Linked DNA regions of Sus scrofa: all the other regions are linked to region 3. The links are chromatin contacts, called in public Hi-C and HiChIP or PLAC-seq maps. All regions are on one chromosome and are shown on one strand. The core of a region is the stretch at or near the end of the contact, and the rest is flanking DNA. Distances in the headings are between cores, read along the strand shown. Region 1 has its middle 23 kb from the start of NIFK. Region 2 has its middle 12 kb from the start of CLASP1. Region 3 overlaps CLASP1 (CLIP-associating protein 1).

Evidence for each region. A called contact is a pair of places that touch in the nucleus more often than the background predicts. HiChIP or PLAC-seq counts read pairs in DNA pulled down with a chosen protein or histone mark.
Region 1: a contact with region 3 is called in a Hi-C map of fetal liver, with 2.3 times the contacts expected there. The contact joins two enhancer-like sites. A contact is called at or near these places in 1 of 5 promoter capture datasets (liver), 24 of 47 Hi-C or Micro-C datasets (adipose tissue, alveolar macrophages, blood and 13 more) and 2 of 2 datasets of contacts at active chromatin or transcription factors (alveolar macrophages and skeletal muscle).
Region 2: a contact with region 3 is called in an H3K27ac HiChIP or PLAC-seq map of skeletal muscle. The contact joins two enhancer-like sites. A contact is called at or near these places in 4 of 47 Hi-C or Micro-C datasets (embryonic fibroblasts, omental adipose tissue and skeletal muscle) and 2 of 2 datasets of contacts at active chromatin or transcription factors (alveolar macrophages and skeletal muscle).

The regions. Positions count from the first base shown.
Region 1 is chr15:29,742,882-29,745,643 of Sscrofa11.1, reverse strand. No RefSeq gene overlaps it. Among named protein-coding and RNA genes, the nearest start is that of NIFK, 23 kb to the right of the region's middle. Within about 2 kb of position 1,438, at least 3 of the 83 cell types and tissues checked have an H3K27ac peak or open chromatin away from gene starts, as enhancers often do. A contact at or near this core is called in fetal liver, where this site is marked.
Region 2 is chr15:29,769,175-29,771,874 of Sscrofa11.1, reverse strand. No RefSeq gene overlaps it. Among named protein-coding and RNA genes, the nearest start is that of CLASP1, 12 kb to the left of the region's middle. Within about 2 kb of position 1,299, at least 1 of the 83 cell types and tissues checked has an H3K27ac peak or open chromatin away from gene starts, as enhancers often do. A contact at or near this core is called in skeletal muscle, where this site is marked.
Region 3 is chr15:29,860,899-29,863,642 of Sscrofa11.1, reverse strand. CLASP1 (CLIP-associating protein 1) reads right to left here. Exons shown (of 38, transcript XM_021075175.1): 4 at 990-1,068. Among named protein-coding and RNA genes, the nearest start is that of CLASP1, 80 kb to the right of the region's middle. Within about 2 kb of position 1,387, at least 80 of the 83 cell types and tissues checked have an H3K27ac peak or open chromatin away from gene starts, as enhancers often do. A contact at or near this core is called in fetal liver and skeletal muscle, where this site is marked.

The DNA of each region.
Region 1 (2,762 bases), core at 189-2,688, 120 kb after region 3:
CAAACAAACAAACAAAAGCTAGGTATTTTAAGTACTGTCAACCTCTCCAGCAATAAGTACCATAAATGAAGTGACATTAAAGCTTATTTTGGGGGGAGGGATAAATTAGGAGTTTGGGATTATTAGATAAACAGTATTATATATAAAATAGATTATCAATAAGTACCTGCTATAGAGCTCAGGGAACTCTGCTCAATATCATGTAATAACCTATAGTGAACAAGAATCTGCAAAAGAATAGGTATGTGTAGGACTGAATCACTTTGCAACCTAAAACTAACACAACATTATAAATCCATTATACTCACATAATTTTTTTAATTTTAAAAAATTTTTTAATTTTTATTTTTTTTGTCTTTTTGCTAATTCTTTGGGCCGCTCCCGCGGCATATGGAGGTTCCCAGGCTAGGGGTCTAATCAGAGCTGTAGCCGCCAGCCTACGCCAGAGCCACAGCAATGCGGGATCCGAGCCTCGTCTGCAACCTACACCACAGCTCACGGCCGGATCGTTAACCCACTGAGCAAGGGCAGGGACCGAAGCCGCAACCTCATGGTTCTTAGTCGGATACGTTAACCACTGCACCACGACGGGAACTTCAATTTTTTTTTAAAAAAAAGATCCATTGAGGGGAAAATAAAGGGAAGCTACAATGCACTAGAAAGAAGAAATTTTTATTTTTTAAAATTTAATTTAATTTTTTATTTTTTGCTTTTTAGAGCTGTATCCTCAGCATATGGAACGTCCCAGGCGAGTTGGTCAAATTGGAGCTGCAACTGCCAGCCTAGCAACAAGGGATCCGAGCTGTAGCTGTGACCCCACAGCTTGTGGCAATGCTGGATTCTTAACCCACTGAGCAAGGCCAGGGATTGAACCCGCATCCTCATGGATACTGCATCGGGTTCTTAACCTGTTGAGCCACAACGGGAACTCCAAAATAAATTCTTTTTTCAGGGCCCCACCCACGGCACACGAAGTTCCCAGGCTAGGGATCAAATTGGAGCTGCAGCTGCCAACCTGCACCACAGCCACAGCCACAAGGGATCCGAGCTGTGTCTGTGACCTACACCACAGCTCGTGGCAACGCTGGATCCTTAGTCCACTGAGAGAGGCCAGGGATCGAACCCACATCCTTAATGGATTCTAGCTGGGTTTGTTACCACTGAGCCACAATGGGAACTCCCAGAACAAATTTTTAATTTGTTCTGAAAACATGGTTTTTTGAAGTAAAAACAAATAACCTTGCCACTGGCCCCTATAGTTCACTTAAAGGACCTGCCTGCTGAATGTGTGTGGGGTCCTTACAACATCAGAGAAAGGACTTGTTCTGGCAGGAGCCATGAAGCAAACCCAACAGTTTGCACAAATGACTTTATGGCCTCCCACCCCCAGGCTGTTAAACCAAGGGTCAGCGTCCCTGCTGGCTGATGGGACATTCCTCACTGACACATACCTGCTCCGTGATTTGCTGGCCACTTTTTCCATCTAGCAGGCAGCTGTGGGTAATGTTTAACCAGGAAAAGAGGGGCAAATTATTTAAGACATGTTTACAATGCATGCGGGAGGTGGGGGGGCTCCCCCACAGATCACACTTGGGGGGGGGTGGCAAAAGTAACTATGGTCTTCCTTGCATAGTACTAGCAAAACAGGTGTCAAGCACTCCCCGCAGGCTTCCCAGAGCCCCTGTCTTCAGCTTGCTGAGACTTTTGGAAGCTACACCTGTTCACATGAGGACCTCAGGAGGGAAGGAAGGTTTCTATTTCCCGAATTCACTGGGGCCACAGGAATGTCCTTCAGCCCCTGCAGCGCCAGCGCTGGGCCATGTCAGCCTGACTGGACCAGGGATGTATTGGGACGTCTGCTTCTTTCCCAGCAGGGCTCTCAAGCTGCTCTCTGGCAGTAGAATTTCCAGTGCTGCTTGTTCTGATAAGACTTGACCCTTTCAAGATGGTATTTGTTTCAAATCTGTCAGTTTTTCAAAAATCTGTTACTTGAAACAACACGATCCTAGAGCACAGAGAACTCTACCCAATATCTTGTAATAACATATAAAGGAAAGAGTCTGGGAGTTCCTGCTGTGGCTCAGCGAGTTAAGGACCCGACACAGTCTCCGTGAGGATGTGGGTTCAATCCCTGGATTTGATCAGTGGGTTCAAGATCTGGTATTTCCACAAACTGTGGTGTAGGCCACAGATGGGGCCGGATTCTGCACTGCTGTAGCTGTGGTACAGGCTGGCAGCTGCAGCTCCAATTTGACTTCTAGCCTGGAAAGTTCCACATGCCATAGGTTCAGCTGTAAAAAGAAAAAGAAAAAAAAAAAAAAAGAAAGAAAGAGAAAAGAGTCTGAAAAAGAATAGATATATAGGAGTTCCTGTTGTGGCACAGCGGAAACAAATCTGACCAGTATCCATGAGGATGTGGGTTTGATCCCTGCCCTCGCTCAGCGGGTTAAGGATCCAGCATTGCTGTGAGCTGTGGTGCAGGTTGCAGAATTGGCTTCAATCTGGCATTGCTGGAGCTGTGATGTAGGCCAGCAGCTGCAACTCAAATTCAAACCCTAGCCTGGGAACTTCTATATGCCTCAGGAGTGGCCCAAAAAAGAAAAGAAAGAAAAAAGACAACCTTCTCCTTTGCTCTCCTCCTTCCCAGTGAGCTGAGGCATTTCTCCCATTTTCACTGTCATTAGTCACCCATGTTCCTGGGCACCTGTCCTGTGCTACTGGCTGCTGGGTGTGGAAGAGGAGGTGGGGGTGGGCACACAAAG
Region 2 (2,700 bases), core at 50-2,549, 92 kb after region 3:
AGGATGACATTTTTTATTAGTATCTTCAGCTCTACCTCTTGGTATCTACTTTCTGGTTATGTTTTACTTAGATTGCTAGGTGCCTAGGTATTAGCTCATGTAGGAAGTTCAGCTTGGGCATAGAAAATGTTCTGCAGGAGTTCCCGTCATGGCGCAGTAGAAACGAATCCAACTAGGAACCGTGAGGTTCCACGTTCGATCCCTGGACTCGCTCAGAGAGTTAAGGATCCGGTGTTGCCACGAGCTGTGGTGTAGGTTGCAGATGTGGCTCAGGTCTGATGTTGTTGCTGTGGCTCTGGCAGAGGCAGGCATCTGTAGCTCCAATTGGACCCCTAGCCTGGGAATCTCCATATGCCACAGGTGTGGCCCTAAATAGCAAAAAAGAAATACAGACAGAAGACTGAAAAAAAGAAAGAAAATGTTCTGCAAGCAAATACATCAAAATATTAGCAAATGCCTGCTGTATAGCACTGGGAACTATGTCTCGTCACTTGTGATGGAGCATAATAATGTGAGAAAAAAGAATCTATACATGTATGTGTAACCAGGTCCCCATGCTGTACAGTAGAAAGTTGACAGAACACTGTAAACCATCTAAAATGAAAAAAAAATTTTTTTTAAATATTAGCAAATGATTATCTCTGGGTCATAAAAATTTTTGGCAAGCATTTTTCTCCTTTTTTCTTTTTTGGCTACCCCAAGGCACATGGAGTTCCCAGGCCAGGGATCATATCTGAGCTGCTGTTGCATCCTACACCGCAGCTGCAGCAACTGCTAATCTTTTAATCCACTGTGTTGGGCCAAGAATCAAATCTTTGTCCTGGTGCTGCAGAGATGCTGCTGATCCCCTTGTGCCACAGCAGGAACTCCAGTCATTTTTTAAATGTATGACTGTATTCTTCAAACATATATTTTTGTAAATTTTAACAACTTCTTAAAGGATTTGGTAGCATGCCCTAACAAACAGAAATCACTAAAGTCTGGGTGAGAAGATTTCTTTCTCTTCCTATGACTCAGGAAATATCTTCTAATCCAGGTTAGCCTAAATACTTTAGTAATAAGTACTTACATCTAATTGGATAGCTTTACTTCATCTTCTTCAAGAATCTCAGTGAAGAAGAAAATATTTTATATCTCTAGAACTAAAATTCAAGAAGAACAGCAACAAGATAGTCTATCCACATGGGCATCACAGCCCCCATGGAACCTGGATTTGCACTGCTCAGGACACAGTAGTCCCTTTGCTAGAGAAGTGGTGTGTGTTACAGAAATGTGCAGGCAAAGGCGGGTGTGTCTTTTGCATGTGATAAAAATAGGAGATGAGAAACAAGTTTGCTAAATCACGTTGGCAACCACTCCCTGGAGTGCAATTACATTCATTACCTGACTTACAAGTAAGTATCACCCGCTGAAGATAGTATAGGTGTCTGGCGCGCCTCTCATGGGCTTCCTCACCTGGCCAGGTGTTCTGCTACTGGGGTGCCCCTCTGGAAACACTACTGTGGCTGCTGGCATAGAAGTGATAGGGTCAGGGATGCACCCCTAGCTGTCAACTCACTGCATGATCCAGACAAGCCACTTAACCTAGTCACAAGCTCCAAAGTCACTCCATCTTTAATGGAGAGGACAGTTCCAGTTTCCAGTGTTGTCACAAGTGGTGTAATTTATATTACAAAAACCTACTTCTGGGTAACAAAGGTGGCATGAAAGTCGGGTTTCTAACTGCAAGAAGCATGACAAATCCAGGAGGTTCTATGGGCAGCTCTGATGCCAAACACGTGATTGAATAGTCCTTTAAGCTTTACCTGTTGCCCAGTGTGTCTGAATCCGGATCTATTCAGGCTTTTTGCGGACCATTCCTCACCCCCTTTATAAGGATAAAAAGCAAATTCCAAAAAGCAGCCCATAATAGAGTTTAAGTTTTAGGCTTTCCTTTGGAGTTGCCATCAGTGAGGTCTCTCAAGTAACATCGGACTGTGCCAAATTACAGTGGCCCAACCTACCCATCCAAATGCAAAGAGCCAATTAGAGGCTTTCAAAATCAGGAGTTCCTGTTGTGCCTCAGCGGGTTAAGAACCTGACACAGTGACCGTGAGAATGCAGGTTTGATCCCTGGCCTTGCTCAGTGGGTTAAGGATCCAGCATTGCCGTGAGCTGTGGTGTAGTTCACAGATCCAGCTTGGATCCACCGGTGTTGCTGTAGCTGTGGTGTAGGCCAGTAGCTGCAGCTCTGTTTCAGTTCCTAGCTTGGGAATTTCCCTATGCCATGGCGACAGCCATAAAAAGAAAAAAATCATAAGCAATGAGGCCCTGGTGGAAGATAAAATGAGAAAAAAATGTATAAATATGTATGACTGGGTCACTTTACTCTACAGAAGTTGACGAAATACTGTAAATCAACTCTAGTAGAAAAAAACATTTTTAAGAAAAAAATCAAATAAAAAAATAAATTTAAAAAAATTAAAAAGTAAAATAAAATAAAAATTTTAAGAAAGAAAAAAATCAAATGAAAGGGCAATTTGCTTTCCTTTATACATCATCTGAGAGACTCTCCATAGCCAGAATTTGATGTGCCCCTGGGTGAGCATTGCTGGCAATTACTCTATAGTAATTACAACAATAGAACATAAAGGGGGCCACTTAGCAGGTGTGGGTGAGTCAAAGAAAGCTAAGGAGGGAGTTCTGGTTGTGGCTCAGCAG
Region 3 (2,744 bases), core at 138-2,637:
GTCGCTGGACAGCCTGTGCCAGAGTAGGAAGAGTGCCTGACTTTATCTAAAGATGCACACTACCCAGAGAGTTAACCGAATAGAACAAGTCTATGCGCACCCACTGAAATGGAGAAATTCTATAAGGAAATATTGCACAAACAGAGCTGCTTAATATTTATACTGTCATGGATGTCCAGACATCAGGAATTAAATCATCTCTTAATGTATGAAACCTGCAGATATTTTTATTTCATTTTACCAACTTAGGGTTTTTCCTTCAAAATGAGTGATGATTTACCACACACTTGTAATGACATTTACAACCAAAGTGAAAACAATCACACCAACAATAATCTGGAAAGGACATCCGGTCTCCAGAGTTCTCAAAGAAACTCAAAGTCAAATCTGAAAAAAAGGACAGACTGAACTTCTTTGCAGAACAGATGCTGACTCACAGACTTTGAAAAACTTATGGTCTCCGGAGGAGACAGTTTGGGGGGTGGGGGGATGTGCTTGGGTTGTGGGATGGAAATCCTGTGAAACTGGATTGTGATAATCATTATACAACTACAGATGTGATAAATTCATTGAGTAATAAAAAAAAAATAGAAACTCAAAGTCAAGAGTTAGGGACAGGCACCACAGTGTGAGAGCTAACGGGCAAAAGAAATAGAAGTAATAGTTTGTAACTAGAGCAGAAAGGTGGAAGAGACCAGCAGAAAGGTGTGGAAAGCCGGGAGGGCGCCAGGAGGCGTGGTGAGGCGGCGGGTGGGGCGCCCAGTAGGTGAGGGAGGGCGGCGGTGCAGCCCTGGCATCTAAAGATGCAGGAGCGGCGTGGGCTGGCCAGGGGCGGGGGCTGGAGGGTAAGACAGGGGAGGAGGCGGAGTCGGGGATGGAGGGGAAAGCTGGGGAACCCGCAGGAGGGACAAGGGTAGAGGCTGGAGCAGAAGGCTGAGGAGCGGGACGTGGAGGCTAGAGAGGAAAGCCCACGCCCGCCTGCAGCTCACCTGTGCCGATCTGCGCCTTGAAGCGATCCTGCAGCCGGGTGACCAGCGCGGATAGGATGTCCATGCCCAGAAGAGCCACCTGCAACGGGAAACAGCGGGCACGCGTCAGCTGCCGGCCCGGGGCGCCCCCGCCTGCCGAACCCCGGACCCCCCCCAGCACTGCTGGCTCAGACGCATCCCGAGGGCCTGAGAACGCGCGCCCACAGGCATGGTAAAATTGGGCGTCATGAGGAGAACTGCTATTGCCCAAGGGGGCTGTTAATGCCTCGAATATGTAATAGTCGGTGACAAGACCCGAATCAACCACCACTGCGGCAGCAGAACTACGTCCCGGCCGCCATCTGACAAGGGCGTGAGCGCGCGCGGCCCTGCCCCCTGTCAGCCCCGCCCCGGCAGGAGCACGTATGCAAATAAGCTCAATACCGGCGCGTGGCCTTCTGGGTAACACTGAGCGGTCTCTTTGCGACCTTCAAAGCCCCAGAAAACGAGGAGCAGGTGGTTTGCTCGGGGAGCTGTGATCAACAGAGGTACAACAGCTACTAGGCGACTGGGGCGGGACGTCCGGATTAGTCACCACAAGCAAACCTGGTATTGGTGCTTGGAGCTCCCGGCGCGAACGGCGCCATCATTCAACCATCCTTTTCTTGGGGTTGCGCTACTGTCCAATGAACGCATAGTGAGGGCAGTACTGCTAACGCCTAAACAACACACCCGCACCGGTTAGAGCTCTGCTTTATCTTGGTGCAATTTTTGGAAAAAAGATGAAACCTCTTTTCCACTACTTTTTAGTTCAAAAGTAATAACGAAGAGGAAACTAGTCTTGCGTCTTTTTGGTTACACTACTAACCTGTAGAGGGTGCTCCCGCTCGCTGTAGCTTTCAACATGTCAATTAATGGAGACCCAACATTTCAGTAACTTCCCCTATGATTTCAGATTTGGAATAATCCACTAAAGGTAAATTAAAATAACCCTTCCGATAGGAAGCACGTTTGCACTGCACAATATATTAAACACGGTTCCAAACGACCTCAGCACAAACCAGTTATAGTCAGAAGAAACTCTGAATCTTGCATCAGGCTGACGTTAGTTTCACGGCTCATAAAAGCAAAAACTATTGGCTTTTCTACTTAGCCTTAAAATCCACTGCTTCAAAACTGAGAAATCAAAACTGGACCAGTTATCACCAGAATACAAAACTACCCTTGCAAGAGACTGACCATTTGAAGATACTGAAAAACGTAAATTTTTTAAATTTTTCTAAAGAGAGCACTGGTTTGTGACAAGTTTTATTTTTAGTCTGTAATGATATAAAACACTGAAATAATAACTTGTGAGCCACAGAGGTTTAGGTATTCTTTCCCAAGAGGACAGCACCGAAGTGGGGGGCGGAGGGTGACTGTAGTAGCGCAGAAAAACCTGACAATATCACCTCAACCAGGTGATCACAGTCAACACATTGGTAGTATGTATGCTTCTAATGTGATTAAAGTGGCAGTTTAGGTCTATGATCGTTCACCTAAAAAATCCAAAGGCCCGTTTAACCATGAGAAGAATATCAAATCGCAATAGAAGGGTCATCCTAACACCTAACTGGTACACATCGAAAACAGGAAGTCAGAAATTGTCACAGCCAAGGGGAGCCTAAGAGACACAACAATTAAATGGATGGGATCCTGGAATTGATAATGGGTAACAGTTAAAAATTAAGACCTGAATAAACTATGGACTTTAGTTAATAATAATCAGTACTGGTT